2 separate regions of the Sus scrofa genome follow, and region 2 is linked to region 1. A link is a contact called in public Hi-C data. All regions are on one chromosome and are shown on one strand. The core of a region is the stretch at or near the end of the contact, and the rest is flanking DNA. Distances in the headings are between cores, read along the strand shown.

Region 1 (3,657 bases), core at 570-3,069:
CTCTCTTCTCCTCTGCAGCACAAAATAAAACTGCAATAAAATTATTTCAATGGTTATTTAATATTGTTCCTCTCCAAAAAATAAAGACAAGTAAGACTTGGGAAGATGTCTCTTTTACTACTATAACCCAAGTGCTTCGAAAGATGCACAGTACCTTATATGCAAGGCACCCGTGTTGTTTTATGCAGAAAAGTGGTGAAATAAGTGATGATGGAAAGCAAATCATCCACAAAACAAGACTAATGCAGATTACTGGCTGCACTGTACTAAATACCTACCTTACCATATGTGTTACAGTGAAGCAAAAGCAAAAATCTACCGCTTCAATCTGGACAAAAGAAAGTTAAGACTAAACTTTCCAAAGTAAAATTAGTTCCCTTGCACAGCTTCAGGTGTTATGTGAAACAGGAGGAGTTCCACTTCAGTTACAAGTAAGAAGATACTCGACCAAATCAAGACTGCTGCCACATTTGGCACTAGCCTCCTCTTCTTGGCAGTCTCTGCGGGGCCAAGAGTTGAGCTGGCCAGGGAAGCATGATTTATCTCCCACATTTAGAAGTGGTCCCTCTACAACAGGAATGCTGTACTACTAATGGACTTTGAATCCTCACCTTGTCATACCAGTACCTTTCCTAAGTATTTGCTAAATAAAAAAAAGCTGATTCCTATGTACCACTAGCAAAAACAAGTTTAATAAAGCACCATATTCCGATTTGAGCTGGAGAAAACAAAGTTGCTCTTTCGTCAGAGAGAGAAAGTTATACTAACTAGATCTCTCTTTCTTTACAAAACAAAGTCATTACTTGGAAAATTAAAAGAAACTAGCCTGCGGACGCTAAGAGGCTAAAAGCTGAGGGGTGGTCGATGTCGGCTGCCCAGTGCAATCACCACCAGGTCTGGAGGACAGCAGTTGCCAACGCATCGCGGACAACCCCAGGTCCGCATGAAGCACGCAGGTTTGACAGACGCCAAACCCCTGCGGTCCGGCTGGCCGCCCGGATCCTGCCAATGCAACAAACGCGATGACCCTCTCTGCGCGCGGATGAGCAGCGTAGCCGCCGCCGGTCAGCCCTCCCCGGGAAATGTGCGTCCGGGGCAAGATCAGGTAAGGACTCGGAGGTCCCCGGGTTAATCGTCTGGCCCTTTGTTCGCTGCACGGCCGCGGAGCCCTGGGCGCCCGCTGCTCCTCCTCCCCCACGGCTCCCGGACGCCAGCGTCTCTCGCCGAGAGGCAGCGGCTCGCCGGCGCCCCGGGCCCTCCCCGCGGCGGGTCAGCGCCCCCGAGGCCTCGGCGGCGCGCGGCCCCTCACCCTCACCTTGTAGACGTCGCCGTAGGTGCCGCTGCCGATGCGCTGAATCAGCTCGAAGTCTTCCTGCGGGTTCCGGCGGGACAGATCGAAACCGGGGTTCATGGCGGGCCCCGGGTGCCCCCCGCCTCCCTCCCGAGCAGGGGAGGGGGGCGCTCAGGGGGCCACACGGAGAGTGGGAGCCGCAGCCGGCCCCCTGCTCCCCCGGCGGTCACAATCGCCCGGCCCCACGCTGCGGCCGCCGCCGCGGACGACGACGACCGGCCTAACCGTCCCCGCCCCCCGCAGCCCGCCGCGGCGCCGAACCCGGGTCACACCCACACGGAGCGAAGAACGCTCGCAGCCCCTCGCTCCGGGTGAAACTCCAACATGGCTTCCGCTTTCGCCGCTCCTCCCCCTCCCCTTACTCCGGCTCCTCCACCCTCCTCCCTCTTTTCCCGGCTCTGGCGCGACTGCGCAGCCGCGATCCCGGAGGGAGCGCTCTCCGACCCCGCGCGCGGCCCGCCCGGTGCGCGCTCCGCTTCGCGCGCCTCTCGAGCTAGGGCAGACTGCCTGCACTACCCGGCCCGAGCGGACCGTGGACCCGCGCGCGACGGCTGCCGTGAGGTGCCAGAAAAGGTTCGCGTGCCCCTGGGACCACCGGCCGGGGGGAAGGACTGGGGGAGGGGGGCAAGCAGAAAAGAGCCCTTGGTGGCCTCTCATTCCCCCAGCGCCTCATCAGGTCCACATCCTAAGCAGGTAGCATAGTTTTAATCTGCAAGACGACCAGTGACCCAAACTATTCTTTTTTTCAGAAACAGCTACATATAGAACACAGCCCACTACCACAGACTTTCAGGGGTCGTCCTGAGGAAAGCCCTTGGGAAAGTGAGCTGTGCGTGGTCCACTCAGGCCCTTGGACTTGACCTGCCAGTGTGCAAAAGAAGATAGGCCAGGAGGGCGGCTGGGAGGAGTCGGTGGGCGTGGGAAAACACGAGAGAAAATGCGCCAAACGGCCTCCAGCTAGCCTCCATGAAGGGCGTGGGAGCAGACAGAGCCCAGCACTAAAGCTTGACCTTGACCAGAGACGTCTGGATATCAAAGACCCGGGCGGGGACTGTGTAAGCTGTCAAGCAACCTTCTGGAGGAGAGGTGAGGGTTGGGGTGAAGTGTGGACAAGATCCCTTCCCACAGCTGAAATGTCAACACGTGATGATATGGAAGCTCTATAGTTTACCTACCCTAAGCCCCACCCTGCATAAGACCCAGATTGCAAGCACTGCGTGCCATCTCTGTGAACACTAGCACCAGCTCTTACCATCTGTCCAAGAAAGCATGTGGGTATGGGGGATTAATTTTTGTTCTCGATAAATTGACCACTAGGCATTCTCAAAAGCTTTGATCAAGTAGGTAGGTGATGGCCACTTTGGCAATACCACTTTGGAGCTTTGCTTCAGAAACGCTTTCCTAATACTCTTAGGCTCCACATCTTCTGAACATTAATGTTCCCAAATGCCTTATGGCTCCCTGAGAAACTAGGTCTTATCAAACCAGTTGAGGATAAAATAAGTATAATCAAATAATAGTCAAGTGAAATACTTAGAGTTAACTGCCTCATACTTTTTTTGTCTTTTCAATCCTTTGGCTTATGGCAAGATTGCATGTTTACTAAATTCTCAAGTTGTTTGCTCTGGGCATCTATTGACTGAAAGATGTTGGGAAATGACCATCTCTTGACCTGTACAAGCCGACTTTCAGTTGTCTAGTTTTTAATTATTTTAAAGTATCAGTACTATGAACATCATCACTTAAATTGCTACCTGATGAGTACTTATCTTTGGGTTTCTTCTTCATCTTATTTTTTTTTTTTTATTGGCTGCACCCATGGCATGTGGAAGTTCCCATGCCAGGAATTGTATCTGAGCTGCAGGTGCAATCTTCAGTTGTGACAACACCAGATTCTAACCCACTGCACAGGGCTGGGGATTGAACCTATGCCTCTGCAGCAACCCTAGGCACTACAGTTGGATTCTTAACCCACTGCATCACAATGGGAACTCCAGGTTCTTCTAAGTGGATCTGCCTTAAAGCTCTGGTATCTTGAAAACTGACTATAAATGTTATTCCGTGGCTAAGGACCCTGTTTTTGCCTGTTTAAGGCACTTGCCCAGAATGTAGGCCTTCCTTCAGCCTGTCCACTTTTGGAGAATTGCTTGGCCTCTTTAAGCCAAACATGAGGATAATTAGCCCAGGGTTCAGATAAGCAGACCTAATAAAGCATCCCAAATAGGAGCCAGTTCTTCTTTCTTTCTCTGCCTTTTTAATACCAGAAAGCCAAATTCTCAGGATTGAATCCTGCGTAAGAATGTTCT
Region 2 (3,657 bases), core at 699-3,198, 43 kb before region 1:
ATAATCATATTCTTGGAGAGAGAGACTAAGTAAACATCATAAAGGTATCAATTCTTCTTACAGTAATTTATAATTTACACAAACTCAGTGAAAATACCAACTTGTTTTCCTTCCAGGAACTAGAGAGGCTGCTTATAAAGATCTTACTGAAAAACGAATAAGCAATAATTACCAAGAAAACTCTGAAAAAAATGAGCAAACAACTCTAATAGATATCAAAGCATATTTTATAAACCCTCAAGAGTTAAAACAGTGTAGAAGTGGCAAATGAATGGACAGACCAACAGAATAAAACAGAAAAGTTCAGAAATAGAGCCACATAGTTTCCAAACAAGAGAGATAGTCCGATAGAAAAATGAAGAAATTACATAAAAAACAAATACAAATAAGATAACAAACATAAAATCCTTAGCCTAACTCATGGAAACACAAGTGAGAAGCATTTATCAGAAGCGAAATATGATCTAAGGCCAACCACTCTTCCAAGCTGTGAAGAAACAAGTGTTCCAAGGATCCTCGTACACCGCTGGTGGAAATGCAAAATGTACAGCCCTTATATGAGGGGAATACAGTAACACCTATCAAAATTACAGATGCATTTACCCTTCAACCTATAAACACATTTCTAGGACTCTAAACAAGACACCTATACACACACAAAATAATACATGAACAAGGTTATTCACTACAAAAACTGTTTATAACAACAAAAAATCGAACACATTCAAGTGCTTGGCAACAGACGATTAGTTGAATAAAATATGGCACATACACACAACTGAGTACTACACAGTCAAAAAAAGGGAAGATCTTTATGTACAGATATGGAGAGATCTCCAAGTTACAAAAATGAAAAACAAAACAACAAAGCAAAAAATATTAGTATGTTACCTTTTGAATAAAAGGAGAAAAAATAAGAATATATATTTGAATTAGCTATTTGCATAAAGAAAGTCTGAAAGAATAAGTAGAAAGTTGTAAAGATAGTTACATGTAATTGGTTAGAGAGGAAGAATCCATGGAGGTAGGTAGGAGCAAGACTTCTCGGGGGGTATAAATTCTGTAAAATAGCATTTTTATTTTGAACCATGTGGACAAATATATTTATTTCCTATTCAAATGATCATAAGTTAACAAATATGAAATAGAAAGAAAAAACTGGTTAATGTTTGGTCAAAAAATTTTATTGGACTATGGTATAAGCCTTTCCTCGAGTGATATTTAAAGGACTAACTAAAATTACAATTCTAATCACTGTGTGAAACATCAGATCACACTTGTCTATATTCTCATACTAAATTTCAAAGTAATTTATTAAAACCAGAGGACCTCTTGAACTTTGAAAATTCACACTGCACTATTTGGCAAAAAGTATACCACCATTCGCATACCATTCTTTGCCTAGTTGGAGACACAGTTGCATTTTACTTGTCAATATGTAAGTCAGCAGGAGGAGCGAACACTTATGACAGGCAGTAAATGCTTCTGACAATATAGATAAAGGTTTTAGTAACAGTCAGCTCAGCGCAGGTCAGGCTGGGATTATTCTAAAACTGGCAGGATGGAGTTGGTAAGCAGTAGCTTTCAATCCAGTCAAGGAATGAAAGCAGAGGAGGGAAGCTCACTTCGAATAGCTGCCAGTCTCTTCTTCCAAAGGAACAAAAAAATGACAGGACAAAAGGACATCTTGCTTCCAACTTTGGGGGGTGCTGGGAGTTTTGCTTAGGACCAGAAGGAGGGGAAAGGAAAGTCCACATTTAGCACCTAACTAACATAAAGCAGCTCATTTAAAAAGTATTTTAGAGACTAATTAGTGAAACGAAAAGTAAGATGAAAGGGCTACAGTCTAGCAAAGGCTGCCCCAGACACCCAGGATCAGGGTCAGATAAGCCTGGCAAATGACTTTTAGAGAATCAGAATCTAAGTTACACCCACATCACTCAGAGAAATCTGAGTAGTTACAGAAAACTGTGCCAAAAATTTAAGGGCTCCTCTTACAAGCATACATTTCAGTGTTTATTAGAAGAAACTGCTCTAAGTAAGATCTTTGTTCTTGATACCTAAGATCTAGCTGGGTAAATAATATTTATATGGGGGAGGGTTTAATCTGATAAAAATAGGTATTTTATATATCTGGGAATGTTTTAAAGGCAGATTCACAAAAACAAGCTGGTGAGTTTAGAAACAAGAACCCAATCCTGTGGCAATTTACCCAGACTCCTCTTCAAAGTTCAAGACCCATATATCAATAAGACAATGCCACTTGTCCCCCCACATACCTCAAATTCACCTCCACAAATACTGCTATTCCTGGGATGTAATGCTACTGTACAATACCATCCAATACCCCACACCCAACCCTTCTCTGACACTCCCCACCTCTCCATTCCCAGGATTACAAATGTCTGCTCAGTCTTTTCATTGCTGTTTCCACTCCTAGTGCCGTAGGATTCTAGCCACCATCATCTTTTCTCTGGGTTACTGCAATGGTCTCCAGTCCGGACTCTGTCTTGACTTTTATCATCCATGCATCTAGCAGGTTTTCACTTTTTATTAGCATAAATTGCTCATAATATTCCCTTAAGAGTTTTAAAATATCTGCTCTATTGGTAACTATGCCCTCTTTTTTTCCAAATAATAGTCAACAAATAAATACTATTTATGCCCTCTTTTTTCCTTCTTAGGTGATTCAGTCAGAAACCTGTCTTTTTTCCCTTTCTTTTCAAATATCCAACTTCAGGTTTTACTAATCAGTCATTCCTCTCTCTCTTTTTTCTATACAAGTCCTACCCCTTCTTTTTGTTTCTGTGTCTTCCAGTGCCTATGAATTTACTCTGCTTTTTATTTTAGGTTCCGAAAGTATGCTAACCTGGAGAAGATAGGGCAGCCTATGAACAGTTTTACCCTTCCCTCTGAAAAAACTAAAAAAATAAAATATTAAACAGTTAAAAGGTTTGACACTGAACTAAGACAGTAAACTACAGTGATTCCTGAAAACAGAAAAACAAAACCCTACTGAGCTCTACAACTGTCCCTGCTTATAGCCTAGAGATAATTCTCAGGCTTCAGGGCGGGGAGGGAGAATCCAGATGGTCTGATCATCTCCCGGAGTTGAGGCAATGAAGCTAGGAACATGGGAAAACCAAGGCAGCCAGAATTTGCAGGACACAGTACCCAAAAGAGAACTCCACAGAGAGACAGCCTCAGAGATTAGCAGAGAGTCCATCTCCACCTCAGGTTTTCAGCTCAGTACCATTAGGCCAGTGCATTAGGCCTAAGACAGAACTACTAGGAAAGAGGAGACAGCATAACTCCTCAAGCTCATTAAGGGCCAGGAATAATTCATATTCTCACTAGCTAGAGAAGAAAACCTCATAACTTAAGAGGCAATGAGTAAAAGTATTCAGAAAGATATTACCTCAGTATTGGGAAAAATTAGCCCGAAGCTACAGGATGCTCAGTTCCCACCTAACTCAACTTTAAAACAAACTTCTAAAGGATCTGTTTCCAAAGCAACTTACCTGCACAAAGGTCCACAGAACAAAACTCAAGAACACAGAAACATCCAACACATTTTCACAATGTCTAGAATCCAATAAAAATTGCTGAGCATGAAAAAAAAAAAAAGTAGTTCCCATCGTGGCTCAGCAGAAACCA

What was found. Hi-C and Micro-C count contacts between places; a contact is called where the count stands out from the background.
Region 2: a contact with region 1 is called in a Hi-C map of skeletal muscle, with 2.1 times the contacts expected there. A contact is called at or near these places in 4 of 47 Hi-C or Micro-C datasets (embryonic fibroblasts, liver and skeletal muscle) and 1 of 2 datasets of targeted methods (skeletal muscle).

What each region holds. Positions count from the first base shown.
Region 1 is chr3:100,885,185-100,888,841 of Sscrofa11.1, reverse strand. TMEM178A (transmembrane protein 178A) reads left to right here and starts at 1,819. Exons shown (of 7, transcript XM_021088345.1): 1 at 1,819-1,924. MAP4K3 (mitogen-activated protein kinase kinase kinase kinase 3) reads right to left here and starts at 1,694. Exons shown (of 34, transcript XM_021088336.1): 1 at 1,316-1,694. The coding sequence starts at 1,411.
Region 2 is chr3:100,928,337-100,931,993 of Sscrofa11.1, reverse strand. All of the region lies in intron 1 of MAP4K3 (mitogen-activated protein kinase kinase kinase kinase 3), which reads right to left. Among named protein-coding and RNA genes, the nearest start is that of MAP4K3, 43 kb to the right of the region's middle.